Regions from separate parts of the Sus scrofa genome. Here regions 1, 2, 3 and 4 are each linked to region 5. The links are chromatin contacts, called in public Hi-C and HiChIP or PLAC-seq maps. All regions are on one chromosome and are shown on one strand. The core of a region is the stretch at or near the end of the contact, and the rest is flanking DNA. Distances in the headings are between cores, read along the strand shown.

What was found. Hi-C and Micro-C count contacts between places; a contact is called where the count stands out from the background. HiChIP or PLAC-seq counts read pairs in DNA pulled down with a chosen protein or histone mark.
Region 1: a contact with region 5 is called in an H3K27ac HiChIP or PLAC-seq map of alveolar macrophages. The contact joins two enhancer-like sites. A contact is called at or near these places in 8 of 47 Hi-C or Micro-C datasets (embryonic fibroblasts, heart right ventricle, mesenchymal stem cells and 3 more) and 1 of 2 datasets of contacts at active chromatin or transcription factors (alveolar macrophages).
Region 2: a Hi-C map of liver shows a contact between it and region 5, with 4 times the contacts expected there. The contact joins the promoter of MGAT4A here to the enhancer-like site in region 5. A contact is called at or near these places in 1 of 5 promoter capture datasets (liver), 15 of 47 Hi-C or Micro-C datasets (embryonic fibroblasts, fetal heart ventricle, fetal skeletal muscle and 7 more) and 2 of 2 datasets of contacts at active chromatin or transcription factors (alveolar macrophages and skeletal muscle).
Region 3: a contact with region 5 is called in an H3K27ac HiChIP or PLAC-seq map of alveolar macrophages. The contact joins two enhancer-like sites. A contact is called at or near these places in 1 of 5 promoter capture datasets (liver), 14 of 47 Hi-C or Micro-C datasets (alveolar macrophages, embryonic fibroblasts, fetal heart ventricle and 8 more) and 1 of 2 datasets of contacts at active chromatin or transcription factors (alveolar macrophages).
Region 4: a contact with region 5 is called in a Hi-C map of liver, with 5 times the contacts expected there. The contact joins two enhancer-like sites. A contact is called at or near these places in 1 of 47 Hi-C or Micro-C datasets (liver) and 1 of 2 datasets of contacts at active chromatin or transcription factors (alveolar macrophages).

What each region holds. Positions count from the first base shown.
Region 1 is chr3:55,466,197-55,468,896 of Sscrofa11.1, forward strand. All of the region lies in intron 8 of KIAA1211L, which reads left to right. Among named protein-coding and RNA genes, the nearest start is that of MGAT4A, 97 kb to the right of the region's middle. Within about 2 kb of position 1,270, at least 21 of the 83 cell types and tissues checked have an H3K27ac peak or open chromatin away from gene starts, as enhancers often do. A contact at or near this core is called in alveolar macrophages, where this site is marked.
Region 2 is chr3:55,563,655-55,566,393 of Sscrofa11.1, forward strand. It overlaps MGAT4A (mannosyl (alpha-1,3-)-glycoprotein beta-1,4-N-acetylglucosaminyltransferase, isozyme A), which reads left to right and starts at 1,279. Exons shown (of 15, transcript NM_001315622.1): 1 at 1,279-1,374. The coding sequence starts at 1,281.
Region 3 is chr3:55,547,263-55,549,962 of Sscrofa11.1, forward strand. All of the region lies in intron 2 of LOC110259978 (a long non-coding RNA gene), which reads left to right. Among named protein-coding and RNA genes, the nearest start is that of MGAT4A, 16 kb to the right of the region's middle. Within about 2 kb of position 1,444, at least 2 of the 83 cell types and tissues checked have an H3K27ac peak or open chromatin away from gene starts, as enhancers often do. A contact at or near this core is called in alveolar macrophages, where this site is marked.
Region 4 is chr3:55,583,180-55,585,879 of Sscrofa11.1, forward strand. The region is part of intron 1 of MGAT4A (mannosyl (alpha-1,3-)-glycoprotein beta-1,4-N-acetylglucosaminyltransferase, isozyme A); the gene reads left to right. Among named protein-coding and RNA genes, the nearest start is that of MGAT4A, 20 kb to the left of the region's middle. Within about 2 kb of position 1,257, at least 13 of the 83 cell types and tissues checked have an H3K27ac peak or open chromatin away from gene starts, as enhancers often do. A contact at or near this core is called in alveolar macrophages and liver, where this site is marked.
Region 5 is chr3:55,868,225-55,870,981 of Sscrofa11.1, forward strand. No RefSeq gene overlaps it. Among named protein-coding and RNA genes, the nearest start is that of CNGA3, 67 kb to the right of the region's middle. Within about 2 kb of position 1,282, at least 7 of the 83 cell types and tissues checked have an H3K27ac peak or open chromatin away from gene starts, as enhancers often do. A contact at or near this core is called in alveolar macrophages and liver, where this site is marked.

The DNA.
Region 1 (2,700 bases), core at 20-2,519, 400 kb before region 5:
TTAGACCCAGCCTGGGAACCCCCTTATGCTGCAGGTGCAGCCCAAAACGAGAAGGAATCAATAACAGAAGGATGGAAAGTGAGCTGGAAGACAGAGTGTAGAAGTCACTGCCATGGAACAGAATGAAGAAAAAAGAATGAAAAGCAATGAAGGCAGTTTAAGAGACCTCTGGAACAATGCCCAAAGCACCAACATTGTCATGATAGGGGGTCCCAGGAGAAGAAGAGAGAGACAAAGGGCCTGAGAAAATATTTGAACAGATATTGCTGAAAACTTCTCTAACCTGGGAAAGGAGACAGTCAGCCAAGTCCAGGGAGGACAGAGTCCCAAACAGGATTAACCCAAAGAGGAACATGCCCAACCCTTAGTAATCAAATTGACAAAAATTAAAGAGAGAGGAAATAGTAAAAGCAAAAAGGGAAATGCAACAAATAACATAAAAGGAATCTGCATAAGGTTATCAGCGGGCATTTCAGCAGAAACCTCAGGCCAGAAGGGCGTGACACGATATATTTAAAGTGAGATGAAAGGGACAAGCCAAACTATTCTACTCAGCACAGTTCTCATTCAGATTTGACAGAGAAATCAAGGCTGCATTTGGCCAGATCCGTCAGTCCCACCAAAGCAGTGGAACACATGGGTGTTGGTTTGGAAGGCTGTGCCCTGTAGATGTGGCACGTCCATAAATGTTTACAACAACATTCTCCTCACACCAGTTGGTTCTCATCCCAACCCAGGCAGGGCAAAGGGAGGGAATAGTATTCCCTCTGTTCTGTCTGGAGCAGCACAATTAGATGGCCTGCCTAAGAGCATGTGGCTGCCAGAGCGGCCAACAAGCCCTGAGTCTCAGAGGCTGATCCCTCCTCCCCACACCAGCACTGCTCAGCAGCAGCATCCTCTGCCCAGAGATGATGTGGAAGCTTCCCAAAGACACTTGCTTTCTGGCTAGAGGAGGTAGATGAGCAGGTAGCTGTGATAGTGTCCCCATCTGGGTGGGGGGACCCCTGCTTCCGATTCCTGGGGAGGGGTCCTGCGGAGCAAAGCTTCTCTGAGGGCCTAGAGCAGGAGGTGACACGAGGGCAGAGGAGATGAATTAGACAAACCCATCCTTCTCTCCCAGCCAGAGAGCCCCGGCTTAGACAGGAGCCACTTTGTTCCCTACAGAGCCTCTGCTCAGCAGCGACATCCACCCTCCAGAGTGCACGCCTACACCACCTCCCCCGGTACCCCCTCAGAAGTGCAGGCAGCTCAAGCTGGATGAGCCCAAGCCAGGCCAGCTCCTCAGCTGTGTGCTGACTTACTGTGGGTGCCCATGGTGTTAAAACATGACTCATGCCCTAAGGGGGTTTCAACATCAAGGACTTCCTCTGGTTACAAAAAGCCAGTAACACTTTGTGAACCTGCAGCTTTCGAAAATTCTTCTGTAGATTTCACATCTTCCTCTGTTTCAGTGCAGAGGAACAGGATTGTGCTTCTTGGCACAAGCTAGCTTGGGTGTGATCACAAACATCTCAGGTACCTTGTGCCAGGTTAGCAAGCAGGTGCCAGCTGGAAAATGTTAAAATAACAACAACAAAAACTTATTGCAAACACTCCTCTGGGTGTTTCCAAAAAAAAAAAAAAAAAAAAAAAAAAAAAGAAGAAGAAAGGAGGGCAGTGCGCTTGCGCAGAAGCCTGGGTGACTCTCCTAAAGTTCAGTTTAAAGCTGGGAACGTTTGAAAAAGACCAGCCTCAGTGCCCTCAGTCTTGTTCACGTTTGCTTTTGAATGATCCATGATTACCTCTAGTTCCTTTCCTTCCTAAGAAGCAGGAACAGACCTTGTGGGTGGTAAGGAGGAAGTGGACTCAATCTAGATTCCAGAGACCTTTTGGAGGAAAAATGGCACAAGGCAGTGTATTATGGTCAAGCCAGTAGGACTTCAGGAGAGAAGGGAGAGCCCTGAGCTGCAGGGCACAGGCCAGGCTTCCCATAGGAATGGAACTGGAGGAAGCTCTGGGGATACAGGGGGAGTAGAGAGGGGACTGCTCAGCTGCCTTATTAGCTTAGCCTTGACCATGATGAGGACCTCTCTGAGGAAATAATAATCCTCTCCTCACTGGGACTAATCAGTGAGTAAGTGAAATAACCACATAGAGCAGAGAGCGTGGCAGACCCTGCTGACGTGGGTTCCCTTACTTTTGCTTTACGTTGTAGAGTAGTGTCCACTGGTTTTGTGGCTCCACCTTAAGAGCTTCAGGCAACATTCATTTTAGGGGCAGAGCAGCCTCTGTTCTGCGGGAAGCTGTTATGGGGAGGCAAGACTCCAAACAGACCAATAAGGGAGGATTAAGAAAGACACCTGGGAGTTCCCTTCATGGTGCAGTGGAGACGAATCCAAATAGTATCCATGAGGATTCGGGTTCAATCCCTGGCCTTGGGGATCAGTGGATTGGGGATCTGGCTTTGCTGTGAGCTGTGGTGTAGGTCGCAGATGCAGCTCAAATCCTGCATTGCTGTGGCTGTGGCGTTGGCCAGCACCTGTAGCTCTGATTCGACCCCTAGCCTGGGAACTTCCATATGCCACAAGTGTGGCCTGAAGAAAAGAAAAAAGAAAAGACACCTGTGTGTGAATGTCCACCTAAGTGCTAGCTTTGGAGACATACTGCTTCGGGGGTTCCCTAGTGGCTCAGCAGATTAAGGATCTGGCAGTGCCACTGCTG
Region 2 (2,739 bases), core at 29-2,528, 300 kb before region 5:
GGTTTCATTCCGTTTTCTGAACAGCTTTGCTGGCTGGGAGGTGATCTCCAGATTTCCTGAGTTAAATCAATGTTAAGTGATATATCCTGGCTTCTAGTGTTGCATTGTTGCATTTTCTAAATGCCTAAATAGTCCCAGTTTACACCCGGGGTGGTGGTGGTGGTAGGGTTAATCATTGGGAAAACTACATCTATTTTATGATGATGACCAATAGGCATCATAACTGTAACTTTTTTTTTTTTGCTTTTTAGGACCGCACCCACTGCATATGGAGGTTCCCAGGCTAGGGGTCGAATCGGAGATACAGCTGCCAGTGTACACCACAACCACAGCAATGCGGGATCTGAGCCTCATCTGTGACCTACATTCCAGCTCAGCAATGCCGGATCCTTAACCTACTGAGCAAGGCCAGGGATCGAGGCCCGTACCGTCATGGTTCTTAATTGGATTTGTTTCCTCTGCTCCACTACGGGAACTCCATAACCATAACCTTTTTATTCATTATGAGAACCAGAGGAGCCAGCACGGGTAATGATGTCATTCCGGGGGCGGGGGGGGTGAAACCACAAGGCTGAGATAAGTGACATGCCCGAAGTCACATAGGTAATGATGGAGCTGCGTCTAGGATCTAGGGCTTTTGACCCTTGAAAATTGTAGTCTGTCAGTTTTCTTGAACAATTTGAAAATATTAACTATTTACTTATTGTGCAGTAAAAGGATTGAGGAAAGTGAAGATGATGTCACAAGGGATCCACTGAGTGATCTTTATAGAGTTCTCAGCTTGGAATCTGTGGCTTATTATTTAATGAGCCTCAGCACTTCCCCCTTTGCATAAATAACGAGACCTTTATCTCCACAGATCAGACCAAGCCAAGGAGAGTGTATAGTTGGAAGCTTTTTGCTCTGGAGGAAAACAACCATATCATTCTCATATATTAAATGAGTCCGTTTCGCCCAGCCAAAAATCTGTTTATTACAGTGACTCATAAATAAAGAAACCAATATTTTGCATCAAGCAAGTTTTTCTTTCTCTCTTCCCCCTGAATAGGAAGAAAGAAGCCTGAGACATCCACCTATGAAGACTGTACGACAATCCTGACTAGTAATTGTGGATGGTGTGGCTGCCAGACTTAATTCTGCCCAGCATCTGAAATGAAGCTCTCCTATTGATGGTTTTGATTGGTCTAGAGCCAGGAGAGCTGGATTTAGTTGACTTCAAGATAAAAAGAAACAGTCTTGGTTATCATCATAAACATTTGAACCAGTGATGGTGAAATGAGATGAGGCTCCGAAATGGAACTGTAGCCACTGTTTTAGCATTTATCACTTCGTTCCTTACTTTATCTTGGTATACCACGTGGCAAAATGGGAAAGGTAAGGAAAATATCTCCAAAAATGTGCCTGGAATGTCCTAGGTTTTTTGCTTTGTCAAGTGTGCACCAGTGCTTAAGTTAAATGCCCCTGCAGTCTGCATGTTGCATGCTATCTGCTGGCAGCCTGCCAGTTTCTTTCTGACACAAAAATGAAACAGTATTCTTGGACAGAGGAGGCAGACTTTCTGATTTGAATGGGCTTTGTTTTGTTGTGGATTTTTTGTAATTGCACTCAGAGAAACATGCTCATCAGTGGTTTATATTATAAGCGGCAGCCAAGTTGAATAATAAAGACTTTTGTTTGGGCATTTTATTTCTTATTATTAAACATCATAAATGTTTAATAAGCTTCCTTGCACCGGATGTTGTACAAAACACTTAAAAGGACACAATCAGTGCCTTCAAGAAATTTACATGCTGATTATACTAATGATTAGGTGCTGTGTAGTTAATGATTTAAACCGCATGTGTTGACAGATTGCTCTTTAGGCAAAGGTATTTATGAAGTGGGTGAGATGGAATTTGGATTTGAAAAATTTTTTTAATTTAAATTAATTTTGTTTAGACTATTAAACTGTTTTTTTTAAAGGAATGTTATTTGTTTAGTGATTGGAACCACATTCAAGAACAATGCAGTTGGCTTTTTTGAAGAGAAAATATTTGCAGTAAATTCCTACCCTTCCTTTTTATGTCTCCTTTCCTTATGTTAATTTAAGGAACATTGTTGGCAGGAAGAATGGAGGTTTATATTTGGTATTTTAGAGTTCTTGTCACCTGGTTATTTGAAGGCGCTATTGCTGGCCTTATTTTATTGACTTGTATGAAGGTAACAAATGATGTATTTATAACAGTTTTTTTCTTTGTGTGTGTGTGTAATATAATCTGATATTGGTAGAAAAACATGCTCTGTGTTTTGAGCAAATACTGTATTCTTTTTCTCTTTTCTCTGAGTCGGGCTCTAATTTTGGAAGGAACTCTTTGGGGAAGAATGAATGAAAAACCTGTTAAAGACTTTCCTTCTTCGCAGACAAATATATACATCTTAGATTTTTTAATTGTTCCAAAAGGGGACAACTTATTTAAGAAGAATTTTGAGTAGTTAATCAAACTATTACTTGTCAGAGTTCCGTGGTAGTGCAATGAATTATGGATCTGGCACTGTCACTGCTGTGGTTCAGGTCGCTGCTGTGGCGCAGGTTCAATCCCTGGCCCAGCTGGGGAACTTCTGCATGCTGTGAGTGTGGCCAAACAACAAAAAATGGAGAACTATTACTTGTCCCTGACATGAACAGAACAGATGACTGGCCTTAAAAGTCTACTTAGGGTATGAGAGAAATGACCATAGAAAGAGTATATGGATTTTTTT
Region 3 (2,700 bases), core at 194-2,693, 320 kb before region 5:
TCTGACTTCACTTAGTGTGATAATCTCTAGATCCATGTATATTGCTGCAAATGGCATTATTTCATTCTATTTTTATGGCTGAGTAGTATTGCATCGTGTAAATGTACCATATCTTCTTTTTCCATTCATCTGTTGATGGACATTTAGGTGATCTCCACATCTTGGATATTGTAAATTGTGCTGCTATGAACATTGGGGCACATGTATCTTTTCATCAATTATTTTAAAAACATTCTTTAGTGGCACAACATTGTAAACCAACTATACTCAAATAAATTAAAAAATAAAAATAAGTAATAAAACATCCTTTAAGCATTCATGTACCAGGCCTCACTTATGCTTTGGTCTGGGCGCAGAGAGTGTGTGACCTGGAGGTAGGGGGCGGGGGTAGGGGAAAAAGAAAGAGAATGAGTCAGGCCCAATGACTGGAAGGAATATGCAGACCCAGGAAAAGGCCGGAAGCGGGCTGCAGCCTGTGGACAGGTCAGCACCACTCACCCTCACCTTGAGCTGGGTTCCTGTGTACAGCCTTGCCCCGCTGCTTCCTCCTCTCTCAGGATACACCCCTCCTCTGTCCCCCTCACTCTAGCCCCCTTGGGTGCAGTGGAAAGACTCAGAATATTGAGTTTCAGTCTTAGGTGGCCCTTCGCCAGGTATATGATCTTGGCCAAGATGCTCTACTGCTCTGAATGATCATTCTTTTATGTGCAAGGAAGTACCTGGCCAGAGGGGCTTTAGGATTCCTCCTAGCTTCAGGGGTCCCCACTTCTGGGCTTGTGATGTTGGCAGATTTCCCAGCTCACCTCCATAACTCTTTGCCCTGGAGCAAGTGATGTTGAACTTAGCCCATGTCACTCTAACATGAGCCAGTCTAAACATAAAAGGAATGTTTGAAAGCTTTCTACAATTATATTTGGTTTCTGCAAAATCCCTAAGACTCTGTAAGACCATTGCCGTGGTTGGGGGAGGTCAGCATCACGGTCAAGGGTACAGACACCTGCAGGTCTCCTGGGCCATGTTCTAGCCTAGCCACTTTCTAGTTTTGGGAATTTAGGCAAGTTATTGAATGTCTCTTGCCTTGGTTTCCTGCTGTGTAAACAGGCAAAATGAGAGTCCCAAACTTTTAGTGTCATTGTGAAGATTAAATTAATTAATATGTGTACATTTCTTCATGTGATGCTTGGAAGAGTGAGAATGTTCTGGGAATGCTAGCTCTATTTACTCTTATTTCATTCTTATTTGCAATTATAGAAAAATAGCAGAGGCATAGGAATGGCTCAGAATACTAAGCTGTCAAGTCCAAAAGGAGACTCTCAGTAGAATGGAGCTTGTGATGGGGGCGATGACCATTTATCATTAGATCCCCTTTCTCTTGCTCTTCAAATGTGTCTGATCTTAGAAACAAAGCAAAATGACTCCACTCTATTCCTACAAAGCAAGCCCAAGCTGCCTTCACTTCCTTGCCACCCACTCATCCTGGCAAATGGCCATGGAGCCTTTGCTGACCTACTCTGAAATGTCCCTTGTGAAGGTGGCCAGTGAACTCGTTGATAAACCCAATGGTTCCTTCTCAGCCCTCATCTGTCCCCATCTTGCTGGCATCACCTACTCTTTCTGTTAAATTCTCATGTTCATGCCTGGCTCCTGCCAAAGGGCGACACGCCTGCATCTCTTAACAGCTCTGACTCAGGAGGGCCAACGTGGACGTCACCTGCCATCTGACCTTCTCCTTCCCTGTGATCTCTGCCTTGGTTTGGAAAGCTGCCTTTGGCCCCATCACTGGCCTCACAATCTCAAGGCCACTTTTGCCCTCTTCTCAGCTGGCCCTATAGCAGCTCTCCATTAGGATGGATTAACTCTTGCCTGGAATACACACACCCACACACCCACAACCTGCTGCCACCCACTGTGCTGCCTACCACCAGGAGGACCTCCTGACCCTACCCTCTAACCAGTCACTCTCCAGAACTTCCAATGACTTCATATCATCTACTGAGTCAAATCCAAACTCCTACGCCAGCACCAAATCCCCCAACATCCTCCCCTGCAAAAAACACTGACTCCAAACCCCAATCCTTCTTGGCAACCTCATTTCTTGCTCTATTCCCGCCCTTACCTCTCACCCAAAACAAACTGAAGACCTGAGTTCAATTGTGTGTTCCAGAATACCATAAGCCCTCAGCAAACATTTGATGAACAGGAAATAAATATTATATGTTGTCAGATGGCAACTATAGCAAAGGCTGAAGTTCATGAGGAAGAAGCTTCCTAAATATTTGTTCTTCTCTGCAGAGGCCAAGATGATGACTTTTCCCTTAGTGCTAGGAAGAAGAAGAAATTGGCACATCATTCATGGCAAGTTTGAAGCTTTCACTTGAGAAGAACAGTTATTTCAGGTTGCTGGGGAGGAGGAACTTTCACAATTACAATAATATTTGACTGTAAAATGGAATGCCCCTTTATAGGAGGGCAATTGGAACAGTAAATTATAAGGACCATTAGATGATTGAAAGCAACTTAAAAAAAAAAAAACTCTTATCTGATTTTTCTAATAAAGACTCAGTTCTCATTTGAGGCAAGTTCTTTTGGGCACTTTTCCAGTACAATTCCAATTTATTTTTCCATTAACTAGGAGTAGTTCTTATACTTTTTCATTATAAGCCCATGGTGCCACATCCTAGTAGAAATTTCAGAGTCCCA
Region 4 (2,700 bases), core at 7-2,506, 290 kb before region 5:
AAGGTTAATAAACCCTCTTCTCGAGGGAAATAAGCTTTGCCCTTTCTGACCTGATTAGACGAGAGAGGAACGATAACTTGGGTTTCCTTATCAGAAGACTAAGGTTAAAGATAAGGCAGAAATAGGACCCTGAAGGTGTCCCCTGTCACCTTCCTTAAGGAAAGTTTCTTCCTGCATGTGAACTGTGTGTACCTTCTGTGTTCTTCTGACACACTAACCAGAAATTAATACGCAAGTGATAGCAAGGAAATTGAACAATGCCTCCATCAGTCTTACTGCCTCAGCTGCTCAGTGATGAATTCCATCTTGAAGGAAATGTACTAACCCCAGGTATAGGAATTGGTGCTATGATTTGATTTGTAAGTAGCTTTCTTCATGTTGCTCCTTATTTCTCTTTTTGGATCAGTTAATTTATTCAACCTTCTAGTGGTTTTTGAGCATGTTCCAGGCTATGTTCCACTAGGCATCGGCAATAGAGTAGTCACTGAGGCAGGTGACATCCTTGCTGCCATGGAGCCTATTTCTAGAGATGCTAAGTGGTGGTGGTGGGAGGGGTTACACAAGAATAGCTGAGCAAGTGAACAGACGAGACGATTCAGATAGCAGTGCATACTGAGAGTAAAACATGCTGACCTGACAGTGACAGAGGTGTAAATGAAAGCTGTTGAGATACTGGGAGTCAGAGAAGCCTTCTCTGAGGACGTGACAGTTGAATGGAGGCTTCAATGATAAAGCCAGAGAAGCAGGGCAAAGAGGAGCCCCAGCAGTAGAAATAGTAAGTAAGTCAAGAATGAGCTTGGTGTGTTGAAAGAACACCAAGAGAAACATAGTGGGAGAGGGGGGTGTTGGGAACATGGTGGAGGGAGGGCATTGTGAGTTCTGCAGTGAGTGTGGGATGCTTAGACTGGAGAGAGAAGTGTCGGTGTTATTGGCATGTAGACAAAATTGGAAATCATGGGAATGGATGAGAACACTTAGAGGGTTGAACTGCCACACTCCATCACTGAGGTCAAGTAGAGGAAGAGAAACATTAGTGAAGCAGGAAGAGTCTGAGGGCAGTAGGATGCCCGGGAAATCCCTGGAGGAAAGTGTTCCCAGAAGGAGAACTGTGGGTCATGTGGAAGGTTGCATAAGATGAGGACAGACTGGTTTATGGATAGTTCTGAGTTCCTCTTCCTGACATCTCAGTGGTTTCCCGAACCCAGCTCTCTTCATTGTCTAAGTTATCACCGCCCCGAGTACTTAACATTAACCCAACACTGTCAGCTCTTTTTGCTCTTGCGAAAGTTCTCCCCTGACCCTCTCTTCTCCAGCCTTATCTGTTCCATGGGCTCTGGCTTCAATGACTCAGCCCGTCTCTGATTTCTGGCTGTCCCTTTGACCCTCATGGCACGTCCCTGCCAGTGTGTCAACTCACAACATGGTCTTAGAACTCAGTACTCAAGTAGCCTCAGCTTCCTCTCAGGGTCTCCAGGGATGTGGCATCTTGGTCCTTCTTCACCCCCCTCTTCTCATGCGCTCAGTTCCCCTGAGTTCTGCCATCATGACTTTTTCCTCTTTATTTCTTCTGGTACTCCTGTTAGTCAGAGTGGATCGTCTAGTACTGTTTTCTAGGTCCCTTACTTAAAGCACTCTTATTGTTGTATGTTTATATGTTGTGTGCTTTTATTATAATTTTTTTCTATTTCTGGCCACACCTGTGTGGCATATGGAAGTTTCCAGGCTAGGGGTTGAATCAGAGCTGCAGCTGTAGGCCTGCGCCCCAGCCACAGCAATGCAGGATCTGAGTTGCACCTGTGACCTACGTTGCAGCTCATGGCAACACCAGATCCTTAACTCACTGAGTGAGGCCAGGGATTGAACCCTCACTCTCATGGGCATTATGTCAGGTTCTTAATCCACCGAGCCACAATGGGAACTCCTTGTATGCTTTTAGGATAGGATTGCATGTCTTTTTTTTTTTTTTAATTGGTCTTTAAATACCTAATCTTATTTTTAAAATTTTTATTTATTTATGTATGTATTTTGGGCAGCCCACTGCAAATGGAGTTCCTGGGTTCAGAGCCAAGCCTCATTTGGGGCCTGTGCTGGATCCTTAATCCACTGTGCTGGGCCAAGGATGAATCTGCATCCCAGTGCTCCAGAGACATGGCTGATACTGTGGTGCCACAGAAGGAACTACTGCTTTTAAATTAAGTAAAATATCCTCATAGTTTAAAAAAATTTTCTTTTTTTTTTTTTTTTTTTTTTTTTGGCCATGCCCATGGCAAGTGGAAGTTCCTGGGCCAGTAACCCAACCTCAGTCACAGCAGTGATGATGCTGGATACATGACCTGCTGAGCTGCCAGGAAATTCCCTAAAAATTTTTGAGGACACTGAAAGATTATATTGAAAGAATAGTGTCTCTTTGTACATTCCTAATCTCCTGTCCCAGAAGGAGCTGTGTTCCATTCTTTTGACTTTTTCTCTCTCTTTTTTTTTGTTGGTATTTCCATATTTATAAATTATGTCTATATATCTATACTAAGTTTTCCTGACTTTTGCTTCACTTTTCGACATCATCTATGGACTTCCTGTTGTAAATGAAAATGTAGTTCTTATTCCCGATTTCCTTCCCATTCTTCCAATCTAGTTCCATCACCACTTGTAGCTAAGTCATGACTCTGTATTTACGTGGTTGTCACCGAGTAAATACATCTT
Region 5 (2,757 bases), core at 32-2,531:
CAAAGCCTATGACCAGGTTTACATCTGATTACAGTCCAAAAATCAGGTCAAGGTCTAGGTCTGAGTTCTGGCTTCAAGTCCAGGTTTAAGATTCAGGTGCAAGGTCTAAAGTTTACTTCCAATGTTCAAGTTCAGGGTTTGGTTCAAGGCCCATGACTATTTTTGAGGTCTGACACTCATATCTAAGGTTGAGGTACCAAAGTGTAGGTCAGATTTGAGAGGTTGAGGGGAGACTAGCCAAGATGGCAGAGTAGAAAAATCCTGAGCTCATTTCCTCTCAGGAGCTCACTAAAATCACAACTATTTGCACTGATGAAAAAGACTAAAACCTATCAGAAATGATCTTTTACAACTAAAGACATAGGAAGGAAGCACAACTAGACAGGAGAGGTGGACTCGAGATATAATCAAACCCTATACTCGTGGGCAACCCACACACTGGAAAATAATTATATTGCAGAGGTTCTCCCACAGGAGTGAGAGTTCTGAGCCCCAACTAAGGCTCCCTAGCCTGGGCGTCCTGAACCAGGAAGAGGAGTCCCCAGAGCATTTAGCTTTGAAAGCCAGCAGGGCTTAATTTCAGGAGCCCTAAAGGACTGGACAGAATAGAGACTTCACTCTTTCTTTCTCTCCTTCCTTCTTTCTTGGCCACACCTTCAGCATATGGAAGTTCCTGGGCTAGGGATCGAATCGGAGCTGCAGCTGAGTCCCATACCACAGCCACGGCAACACCAGAGCTGAGCCACATCTGTGCCCTATGCCGAAGCTTGGGGCAATGTGAGATCCTTAAAGCACCAAGGGACGTCAGGGACGGAACAAATCCGCATCCTTACATCCTTAACCTGCAGAACCACAAGGGCTCTGAACTCCGAGACTTCAGTCTTAAAAGCTGCATACAAAACCTCTCACCTACGCCAGGACCCAGGGCAAAAGCAGTATTTGATAGGAGCCTGAGCCAGACCTACTTGCTGGTCTTGGAGAGTCTCCTGGAGAGGAGGGGTGAGTCGTTCAGCTGTGGCTTACCTGGGCGACATAGACACTGGCAGCAATGCTTGGGAGCATTCAACCAGGTGAACACGCCTGGTAGCTGCCATCTTGGCTAGTTGACCTCAGGGCCTGGCGCCACCCAACCATCTCATTCAACCGCCTATAGGTGCCAGTGTTGGGAAGCCTCAAGCATAGTCCCACCCACTAACAGACTGGCCGCCTAAAGACTTTCCCAGCCCACAGCTGCCTCTAGACACGCCCCTAGAAACGGCCCTGCCTACCAGAGGGCCCAGACCCAGCTCCACCCACTAGTGGGTGGCACCAGTCCCTCCCTTCAGAAAGCCTGCTCTGGCCTCTGCACCAACCTCACCCACCTGGGGCAGACACCAGACGCCAGAAACCCACAATCTAGGCTCCAAAAGCCACTTGCTTTTCTTTGCAGAGAAGAGGCTGCAGAGCTGAGAAGCCCTCCGGAGTGCTCCTTCTGTTTTTTCAGATTCCCTGTCTTGCACCAGAGCCCTCTGCAAACCATCTGTGCCCCAGCGGCGCTATGCAAACCCCATGAGTCTGGCAATTACATGGCATTTTAAAAAACTTTTCTGGAGGGCTCTGGGAGTGTTGCTGGGCTTCAGGAGTGGTTCTCAGAGGCTTCCCCCGCTCGATGGTGTTTGTGTGCAGTTGAGCAAGAGGCAACATCCAGCGGGGTGGGGAGTGAGAGTGGGGGTGGGTGGACAAGTGTTGCTCAAGTTGCTCGCGCGTGATCTTGGAAGGCAGGCTGGACCCGGGGTGCAAAGTGGAATGCTCCTGTTTAAGACCAAGATGGCAGGATATTTCTCGTTTTAAATAGAAAGGAGAGGGGTGCCCCTGCACTCTTGTAATAACTGCAGGCTACAAGGGTGTCCATAGATTCTGGTATTTAGGGTATTTTCTTTTGTGTATTAAAACAATGCTGCACTAAACATTTGTGCAAGTCTCTGGGTACACAAATGTGGAAGCTATCCTATAATATGGAGCCAGAAGTAGGGTTGCTAGGCAACAGGGATGAGTTATCAACTTTTCTAGACAGAGTCACACCCTGAACTTCAGAGAAGCATTTTTCTTCCCCCTTTTACTCATCATGAATTGCAATTCTCCTCTTCCTCAGGGTCTCCAGACCCAGAGAAGGAAGCTGCCTTGGCTTCTATTTGATAGAAACATGGCAGGAGAGTCTGAGAGGAACACGTTTGCCTGATGAAGTTACAAGAGATTCCTGGCCCTGCTTAATGTTGGGAGTTGGTAGCCTCAGATGTCTGAGGGCCAGGGCTTCAGGGGGATGGAGCAGGTCTCTCCCATATTGAATCAGTTGAGTTAAATATTTTCAGATGATCTTTATACTGGTTACTGCCAAGATATCTTTTGTTTAGCCCTGCTGGTTCCTTGAGGTCTGGCTACTTTGGGGCTTTCTAAGCTTGAGGCACTGGAAGCTTCGCTAGCTTGGGTTCCCCAGAGCCAAAGCTCCAGCCTGCTCCTCTGAGGTCCTATCACCTCTCCCTGCCCCCCAACAGTTCCGCCAGGGAACCTGCATCAGTCATAACTTGAGTGGTGCCCACCAACGTTTTCTTCCTTTCTTCTCAGAGACTGAGACACACACACACACACACACCACACACACACACACACACCCTGACTCCTTGAGCTTATAGTCCCACCAAAAGCACAAAGGATGAGCTGTCGCCCAGCATGGATCCCCATGGCTGAACCCAATGCAGTGGGCCAGCCTCCAATGCCAAG